Linked DNA regions of Sus scrofa: regions 2 and 3 are each linked to region 1. A link is a contact called in public Hi-C and HiChIP or PLAC-seq data. All regions are on one chromosome and are shown on one strand. Each heading gives the region's core, a stretch centred on a gene start, on an enhancer-like site or on the middle of the called end of the contact. The rest is flanking DNA. Distances are from core to core; before and after follow the strand shown.

What was found. A called contact is a pair of places that touch in the nucleus more often than the background predicts. HiChIP or PLAC-seq counts read pairs in DNA pulled down with a chosen protein or histone mark.
Region 2: a contact with region 1 is called in an H3K27ac HiChIP or PLAC-seq map of alveolar macrophages, with 2.8 times the contacts expected there. The contact joins the promoter of LOC110257335 here to the promoter of MTMR12 in region 1. A contact is called at or near these places in 2 of 5 promoter capture datasets (fetal liver and liver), 5 of 47 Hi-C or Micro-C datasets (alveolar macrophages, embryonic fibroblasts, fetal heart ventricle and 2 more) and 2 of 2 datasets of contacts at active chromatin or transcription factors (alveolar macrophages and skeletal muscle).
Region 3: a Hi-C map of omental adipose tissue shows a contact between it and region 1, with 2.2 times the contacts expected there. The contact joins the enhancer-like site here to the promoter of MTMR12 in region 1. A contact is called at or near these places in 1 of 5 promoter capture datasets (liver), 24 of 47 Hi-C or Micro-C datasets (adipose tissue, alveolar macrophages, brain and 13 more) and 2 of 2 datasets of contacts at active chromatin or transcription factors (alveolar macrophages and skeletal muscle).

Annotation. Positions count from the first base shown.
Region 1 is chr16:18,536,543-18,539,212 of Sscrofa11.1, reverse strand. MTMR12 (myotubularin-related protein 12) reads left to right here and starts at 1,320. Exons shown (of 17, transcript XM_021077144.1): 1 at 1,320-1,536. The coding sequence starts at 1,369.
Region 2 is chr16:18,415,174-18,417,843 of Sscrofa11.1, reverse strand. It overlaps LOC110257335 (Golgi phosphoprotein 3), which reads left to right and starts at 1,348. Exons shown (of 4, transcript XM_021077099.1): 1 at 1,348-2,139. The coding sequence starts at 1,915.
Region 3 is chr16:18,470,573-18,473,242 of Sscrofa11.1, reverse strand. MTMR12 (myotubularin-related protein 12) reads left to right here. Exons shown (of 17, transcript XM_021077144.1): 13 at 324-394. Among named protein-coding and RNA genes, the nearest start is that of MTMR12, 66 kb to the left of the region's middle. Within about 2 kb of position 1,297, at least 6 of the 83 cell types and tissues checked have an H3K27ac peak or open chromatin away from gene starts, as enhancers often do. A contact at or near this core is called in omental adipose tissue, where this site is marked.

The sequences.
Region 1 (2,670 bases), core at 71-2,570:
AAACTCCCATTTCACTTTGAAAAGTAAAAACTTCTGCGAAATATAAAGTAATACTATTAGTCTCCACAAATAACGTCATTCCCAACACCTCCCTAAGGTATATCTTTCAAATGAAGTCTGACTTGGCCTTCCCAAAGAGAATTGACCATTCTTTTATTGGGCTTCTTCCCAATTTGTATAATTATAATGTTCAGAACCTGGGCTTTGGAATCAGACACACCTGGGTTGGAATCCCAGCTCTGTTAGTGACTTATTATGAGATCTGGATAAATTACTTGCATTTGCTCTTCCACCTGAGAACCAGGATAATGTAATTCAGGGGTGGCTCCAGAACTGCAGTATCTGATAGGCTGAAGGATGGCAATCTGGTTGAAATGAGGCCACAGGACTTGTCCTGACCTATGTGTGCAAAAGTAAGCACATTCATTTTCGCTTAGAGTTTATGTTTATTTGGAGTGGCTTTGCTGGTGACCATGGGGCAGTCATGGAGAAGAAGAGGGTAAAGAGCCATTGATGGACTAGAATGCTTAGCAGGGTCTGATAGCGAGAAAATTAACTGCAAATATTTATTATTAGTTTTTTCCACTAGACTGAATTTCTTTAGAGCTGGTCCTGTCTTATTCATCTGTGTCTAAAACTATGCTTAGCGTCAAATGTCTAATGTAAATGAATTTTCTTTACAATCTTCACTAAAAATGAGGGTTTTATCGGAACTGGAGAAGGCAGATGAAAGACACCTCTTAAAGGCTTTGGTCATTCTGTTAGAAACACAGAGAAACAAACACAAAAGTTTAGAAAAATGAGGTCGACAAAGTCTTTTATGATCAAATATTTAAACCTGTTCCTAGATGCCTCTTATCACTTGGTTTGTCTAATTCGCATTCGGTGATATCTGACACCGCGCACTTGGGGAAATTTCATTCCAAAATGGCAAGAGAAGAGAACGACTGCAGTAAATCAAAGCTCACAACTCAGTGACTGCAGAATCTGTGGGCGACTGCGATGTTCTTACTATCCAATCGCCGAGGAGTCCGGAGAGAACGCTCTCTGGATTGGTCAGAGGAAACATCGCTCCAGGTTCATTCAAAGGGGCTTGAAGTGGGGGCTAGGCCCGCAGAGCCTTCTGGCCAATCAGAGGACGCATGACGGCGGGCTTTGCCGAACATAAGGAAAGGGACCTATCTCGGAAGGCGAGTATCCGCCAGTCAGCCCCGCAGGTCGGGAGCGGAGGGGGCGTGGCCTCCGGCAGCGAGTCCCAGACACCCTCGGCCCCCGTGGAGTGGGCGGGGCCCGCGGGCCTGGGCGGGGCGAACGGTGTCAGCGGCTGAGCCGGATGCGGGCGGCGCCGCGGCCGCCGCGGCCCTGGGGATGGGCGGAGCCCCCGCCGCCAGTGCTGGTGGCCGCTGCGAGCGGCCGCCTTTGCTCCCGCGCGTCGCTGCTTCTCAGGGCGGCGGTATGCTGGGGAAAGGGGTAGTCGGCGGTGGCGGCGGCACCAAGGCGCCGAAGCCCTCCTTCGTGTCATACGTGCGCCCAGAGGTGAGGAGGCGCCGCGCGGGCGGGGCGTCGGGCAGGAGCGGCCGGGGCGAGGGGCGCCGGGAGCCCCTTCCCTGCCGCTGGAAGGGCCGCGAGCGCTTCCTGCCGGTGTCCGGGAGGGAAGCCGGGCAGGGTGAGATCCCCAGGGGCGCGCTGGGCCTCCCCGCCGACCCGGGTGGGGATCTCCCGGCGCAGGCAGGCAGGTGCCCGAGTGAGGGCCCGGCTCTCTGGCGACCAGGTGAAGGGGCCCGAGACGGGGAGGTACTGCGGCCCTCAAGCTCCTGGCTACAGTGGAGGGGAGCTGGGGTTTGGAGCACCGCGGGAGGGGAAGGGTTGGAAGGGTCTGGACCCCCGTGGGGACCTGCCCAGAGCCTGCAGTCCGGGTGGGTCTGCCCTGCCCTTGGAATTTCTCAGCGAGCGTGTAGAGCTTGCTTATCTTAGCAGCTTGCTTCTGAGTGCTATTTGATGCCGCTGGTGGGATACCGTGCACTGCCTCCCGCCTCCCATCAGCACTGCAGGGAGAAAATGTGGGTCGGTCCCAGCCTCAGTCAGTCTCTGCCTCTCCTTGTGAATTCTCCGTCGCTTCTTCCCGCTTTCATTTCACCCCTCACCATCACCCTTTCGACGTCCTCCAGGAGTTTACTGTCAGGTTCATTCATTCATTCAGAAAATATTTTTTCAACTCCTATTCAGTGCCAGGCACTGTTCTAAACTGGGGTATACATCAGTGAACAAAACAAAGATCCCTGTTGTTCTGGATCTTATCTGAGGGAGAGAGGAGTAAACGACAGATAAAATACATAAAAGTAAATGATATGGCGTATTAGAAGTTGAAAAGTATCACGGGAAAAGAAAAGACCCCTCTTTCCTCCTTGTACAGTGGCATTTGAGCAAAGACTTGGAGGATGCTTGGGATCTGAGGTGCAGGTGGAGCGAAGAGTCTGGAGTGTTGGAGGGGCATCAAGGAAGCCGGACCTGCAGAATCCGGTGGGGGAAGGGGAGAGTCAAAGAACAGGAGGTTAGAGAGGTTACAACTTGTAGGTCATGCTGAGGGCTTCTTGAGCAATAGCTCCCAATCCGAATACCTAATTAGATGTGTTTTCATTTTGGATTTCTCCAGGTTTTTTCCTGCTCCTC
Region 2 (2,670 bases), core at 99-2,598, 120 kb after region 1:
CCATATGCCGCGGGAGCGGCCCAAGAAATAGCAACAACAACAACAATAAAAAAAGACAAAAAAGACAAAAAGACAAAAAAAAAAAAAAAAAAGAGTTGAACAGGATTGTGAATGAGAGAAATTGGTTGAAGTGAAACTGACCTTTGCTCTAAATGATAGGAGAAAGGGATAGTTGACTTTGTGGTCACCCTCCTCCTCACTCCAGAAGATTTAGTTTCTCATTTTCCAAGGCATGGGGTGGCAGTGATGGTGAATAGCCACAAGATTTGTGGGTAATGGGTCTGTGGAAGGGGGAGAACTTTTTTTTTTTTTTGGTCTTTCTGCCTTTTCTAGGGCCGCTCCCGCAGCACATGGAGGTTCCCAGGCTAGGGGTCTAATCGGAGATGTAGCCTAGGCCAGAGCCATAGCAACGCCAGATCCCCAACCCACTGAGCAAGGCCAGGGATTGAACCCACAACCTCATGGTTCCTAGTCGGATTCGTTAACCACTGCGCCACGACGGGAACTCCCGGGAAGAACTTTGTGTTCAGAACGTTCTATGGGACGATTTTACTGTGGGCGTTTATCACTTACTACAGCCCTGTTAGGACAACGCATTCCTCATTTCCAAATCTTTCTGTAGCCACAGCCTGTGGTCACTATTGATTTTAAATAATATCGGATGGCATACAATGCCATTTCTGGATAATGTTTTGCTTAGAAGTTCTACTTTTCTGGATCTCCATCCTCCCCCCGCCACCCCTCAGGTTTGACGCTATTCTTTAACATAAATTGCACAAACTAACATGCATGCCAAGAGGATTTAACCCACTGATTAAATTGAAGGAGATTTAATGTGTACAAAGACGTGGCATGAAACCCAACGGGTTTATTGTTTCTATAAAAGGTTCGTTAAAGTTGACTGACTGACGTGTGCAGTACTAACTGTACTTACTGCTCCCTGGTCCCGGAGGGAGGAAGAGTTTTACAAAGAAAACTATTCAGTTCTTTCTAACCTCTCTTTCCATACCGTCACACACCCAGAAAACACTAAAGTCCACTTTCAAGCCATTTAAAAGCAATTGTTCCTCCTGAAGTCTGGGAACGCGGGCAGAGGACGCACCCTGCCCTCACCCCATCAGCGCTGAGCAAAGTCCTCCGAGTGTCTCCTGGGGACCCCGGATTCCAAGACGGGTCCCTTCAGCCCTATCCGAGGGCGACTCCGAGGTCGGTGGTGTCCGAGGTGCTAAGAGCACAGCTCGAGGCTAAACAGGGTTCACGCTCGCTAGGCCACGGGGGTGGCCCCTATTCGCGGGGGCCTGGCCAATCTCTGGCTCCAGCCCGGGCTCCTCGACCCGCACAGGGGAAGGCGGGCGGAGGGCGGACACGTCACGGGAGGGGGGCCGCGGGCCGAGCGCGGAACGAACCGCCAAGGAAAGGGCGAGCGCCGGGGAAGACCCGGGGACCGGGGAAGGGGTCGACGTCCACAAGCTCCCACTCCCACCCCTGCCCGGGGCCGCCAGGTCCTCGCCGGCCGCTTCCGGCGCCCTCCGAGCCCCTCCCGCGCCGGCCGTGCCACATCCTCCAGTGACGTCAGCCAGCGCCGCCATATTGGAAAGGCGCCGCCGCTGCCGCCGCCGCTTCCTCCTCCAGCGCTGCTTCTTCCTTCACCGCCTCCGCCACCGAGCTCCGGCTGCCAGGGGGTCTGCGGCAGCAGTAAGAAAGCAACCCCTCGCTCGCCCCGCCGACGCCCAGCCCGCCCGCTTCGCCGCGGCCCGTATCCCCATGACTGCCTCCTGTCCCGCTGCCCGCGGACGTCGCCCCAGCGCCCGGGTTTAACACGGAAGCGCGGGTCGGGGGCTGCGGAGGGAGGAGGAGGGAGACCCGGCCGGTCCCGCGTCTCTCTCGGCCCGGCGTGGCGCCTCAGCCGGAGCCATGACCTCGCTGACCCAGCGCAGTTCCGGGCTGGTGCAGCGGCGCACCGAGGCCTCCCGCAACGCCGCCGACAAGGAGAGGGCGGCGGGCGGCGGCGGCGGCAACGGCGAGGACGACGCGCAGAGCCGCCGCGACGAGCAGGACGACGACGACAAGGGCGACTCCAAGGAAACGCGGCTGACCCTGATGGAGGAGGTGCTCCTGCTGGGCCTCAAGGACCGAGAGGTGCGGCCCCGGCGGGCAGGGCGGGGGCGGCCGGCGCGGGGCTCGGGCGCCAGGCGGGAGCCCGGCCACTGGTTCCGCGCGTCTGCCCTCCGAGCTCCTGAGCTCCGCGCTCGGGAGCGCCCAGCCGGCCCGGTGCTTCCAGATCCTCCCCGCACAGATTGTTTGGATTTCCCTTTCTCCTTTCACAGTCACTCCTTAAATTTTGACTCCCCGACAGTCTCTTTCTTCCTCGCTTTTTTTCCCAGCGTGTCTAACCCGTATAGACCCCAGGGTACAATTCCCACCTGGAGACTGCGGGTTAGAGTGAAACACATGGAACCACCAGCGCCCCGAACTCATGGTTCTGCAGGTTTTAGGACCTGGGAGGGATCCACGAATCTGCCTTCTGGGGGATTTAAAAAACAAACAAAAAACAAACCCAACAGCTTAAGGTGTACCTTTTGGAATTTTGGGAAATTACGGTGAGATGGTAATGGAGGCAAAAGTTGTTTTGCTGATAAAGTTAGAAGTCCAACAAAATTCTCGTGAAGC
Region 3 (2,670 bases), core at 48-2,547, 66 kb after region 1:
GGGCTTGAGGGCTCTTACTGGGACTCACCGACACACTCAGCTGTGAATTTGCAGTAAGAATTTCTAGTTTAGGGATCACCTAGGAACATTTTTATGTCAGTTTTGGAATTCTAAAGAATTTAAGTTTCTGATAAGCAGATGAGTGTCTTGCAGTATCTGAATAGTGTAAATGATAATTTGTTTCTTTTCTGAAGGAGTTTTAGCACGAAACAGTGCGATAAGAAAATGAAGATCAAGTCAGACACCTCTCAATAAATTTCTTAGTGTGTATGATATCAAGCTCAAGACCTAATCTCCCCTTTTCTTGTCTCTCTCCTATTTAGACGCTGCCTGAAAAAAGCAATAGAGATTATAGAATGTCTAGAAGCACAAAACATGAACATTCTTCTTCTAGGTAATATATTTACAGCACAAAGAGTGGTCTCCTTTTTTCTTTACTTGGGATTTATTTATATATGGGGCTTTATGTAATTGGAATTCTCTTAAAAAAAAGGGTGAGCTGGTGTAGAAATCCTTCCCATTCTTTTTACCCTGACCTTAGAATCCTTTGCTTTGGATTTCAGTGTTGGAGTTTAAAAATGAATTCTTTCACTTGGAACTTGGCAGACCTATTTGTAGCCCAAGAAGGAATTGTTTGCTATCTTTTCCAAAGCTCACATTTCCTAATGTTTTGAGGTTTTTTGTTTTATATTAACTCAGTTAAAGTTAAAATCTTTGGATGATCTTTTTGTATGAAGAGACCCATGGATGGTTTAATTGTTACTTTTGCATCTTTGTGTCTGACAGTTTTGTATAGTTGCCATAGAGACTTTGTGGTCCCCGATTTCCTTTTCTTTTGTGGGCTTAACTTGCCGTGCATGCAGACAGGACATACACATTCGGCATGTGAAAAAGCAGAGCGTAAACCTTAGGCGATGAGGATTGTTGCTGGAATTGGTTAGATTTGAGCTGAAGTAGTATGTTTGCTGTTTTGAATATTTAAAGTTTCTTCTACCGCATGCTTAAGTAGACTGTCTCATGCTTTCATACCCTTGAGCTTTTAGCATTTTCCTGACACTTTCCATGACTGCTGGGATTTGACTTCTGTGGGCAGACTGGAAAAGTGTGTGCCTGGGGCTTCTTGTACCCTCTGATGCTGGCTCACTGACTTAAATTTGAATACATTCACAGAGCACCTCCCATGTACAGAGCTGTGTGCTTCTGCCTTCTAGAAATTTACCAGCCTATGAAGAGAGCAAGCCTAAGGTTGTTATTGAAGAAGTCCTACCTTACAGTGGCAGAACAGAGTACTGAGTAACTGTGAAAAGGAGGAATAAAGACTGGGGGCTGAGAGATGGAAATACCCAGGGCCCACCTGCACCAGTGCCAGAGTTGCATAAAATGAAATGGGAGGAGTTCCCTTGTGGCTCAGTGGGTTGAGGATCCAGGTGTTGTCACTGTAGCAGCTTGGGTCACTGCTGTGGCCACATTTGATCCCTGGCCCGGGAACTTCCACATGCCCTGGGTGCAGCCAGGAAAGAAAAGACACTACAATAAAACCCAATTAATGGGAATCTCTGGCGGACGAGGCTGAGCTGTCACTTGATCCTTAGTGGATTGCTGGGTTATGTCTCCTCTGAAATCTCGTTCTTCCTGAGACCCACAGATGTACAGTTAACACCCTTCACACAGAAGAAGGAAGATCCTCTGAAAAAAATGAAACTTGTTTCAAAAGGTGATAGCACTAGGAAGACACATAAAAATCTGTTTCTCCTAAAGCCGCGTGTTCCCACAGTTTGACCTTGTTTCCTGGAAGAGAAACAGGAGAACAAGTGTTCACTCTGGGGTCACAATGAAGCTTTAAGAGTGGAAACACTTCCCTGCTTAGAATTCTCTCTGAAGCTTCTCTAACTCCTGCCGGCACTATCGTCCTCATGGACATTTTAAAGTAGCAACTGGAGAAGTTTCCTGTCGTGGCTCAGTGGTGAACAAATCCGACCAGGAACCATGAGGTTGTGGGTTCGATTCCTGGCCTTGCTCCGTGGGTTAAGGATCCAGTGTTGCCGTGAGCTGTGGTGTAGGTTGCAGATGCGGCTCGGATCCTGTGTTCCTATGCTCTGGTGTAGGTCGGTGGCTACAGCTCCAATTAGACCCCTAACCTGGGAACTCCCATATGCCGCAGGAGTGGCCCTAGAAAAGGCAAAAAGACCAAAAAAATAAAATAGCAACTGGAGTTGCACTTATTTTTGTAAAGTAGAAACCACAGGGGTGTAGACATTGATTTTTCAGGACCTTAAAACTCTAAGACAAATGCATGGGTATAGACATGTTTTTATTTACTGTAGGTCATGGCTGGCGAGCCAGGGTGTGAGCAGAATTTTCATCATGTGGGTTTTGTACCGTGCACTCCAGGGGTGGACGTGTGGCTCACACTTGCTGTGGAGAGCCTCCTCTAGGCTAGGCAGGGGGAAGCAGGCCCTTCTCTGCTCTCAGATAGAACGGAAAGAGTCTTGGAGGGAGAATCAGAGGCATCCTAGTGCAGTCAGAAATACAACACTTCCTTGGAGTTCCCATCATGGCACAGTGGAAATGAACGCAGGTTTGATCCCTGGCCTCACTCAGTGGGTTAAGGATCTGGCGGTTGCCGTGAGCCATGGTGTAGGTCACAGACGCTGCTTGGATCTGGTGTGG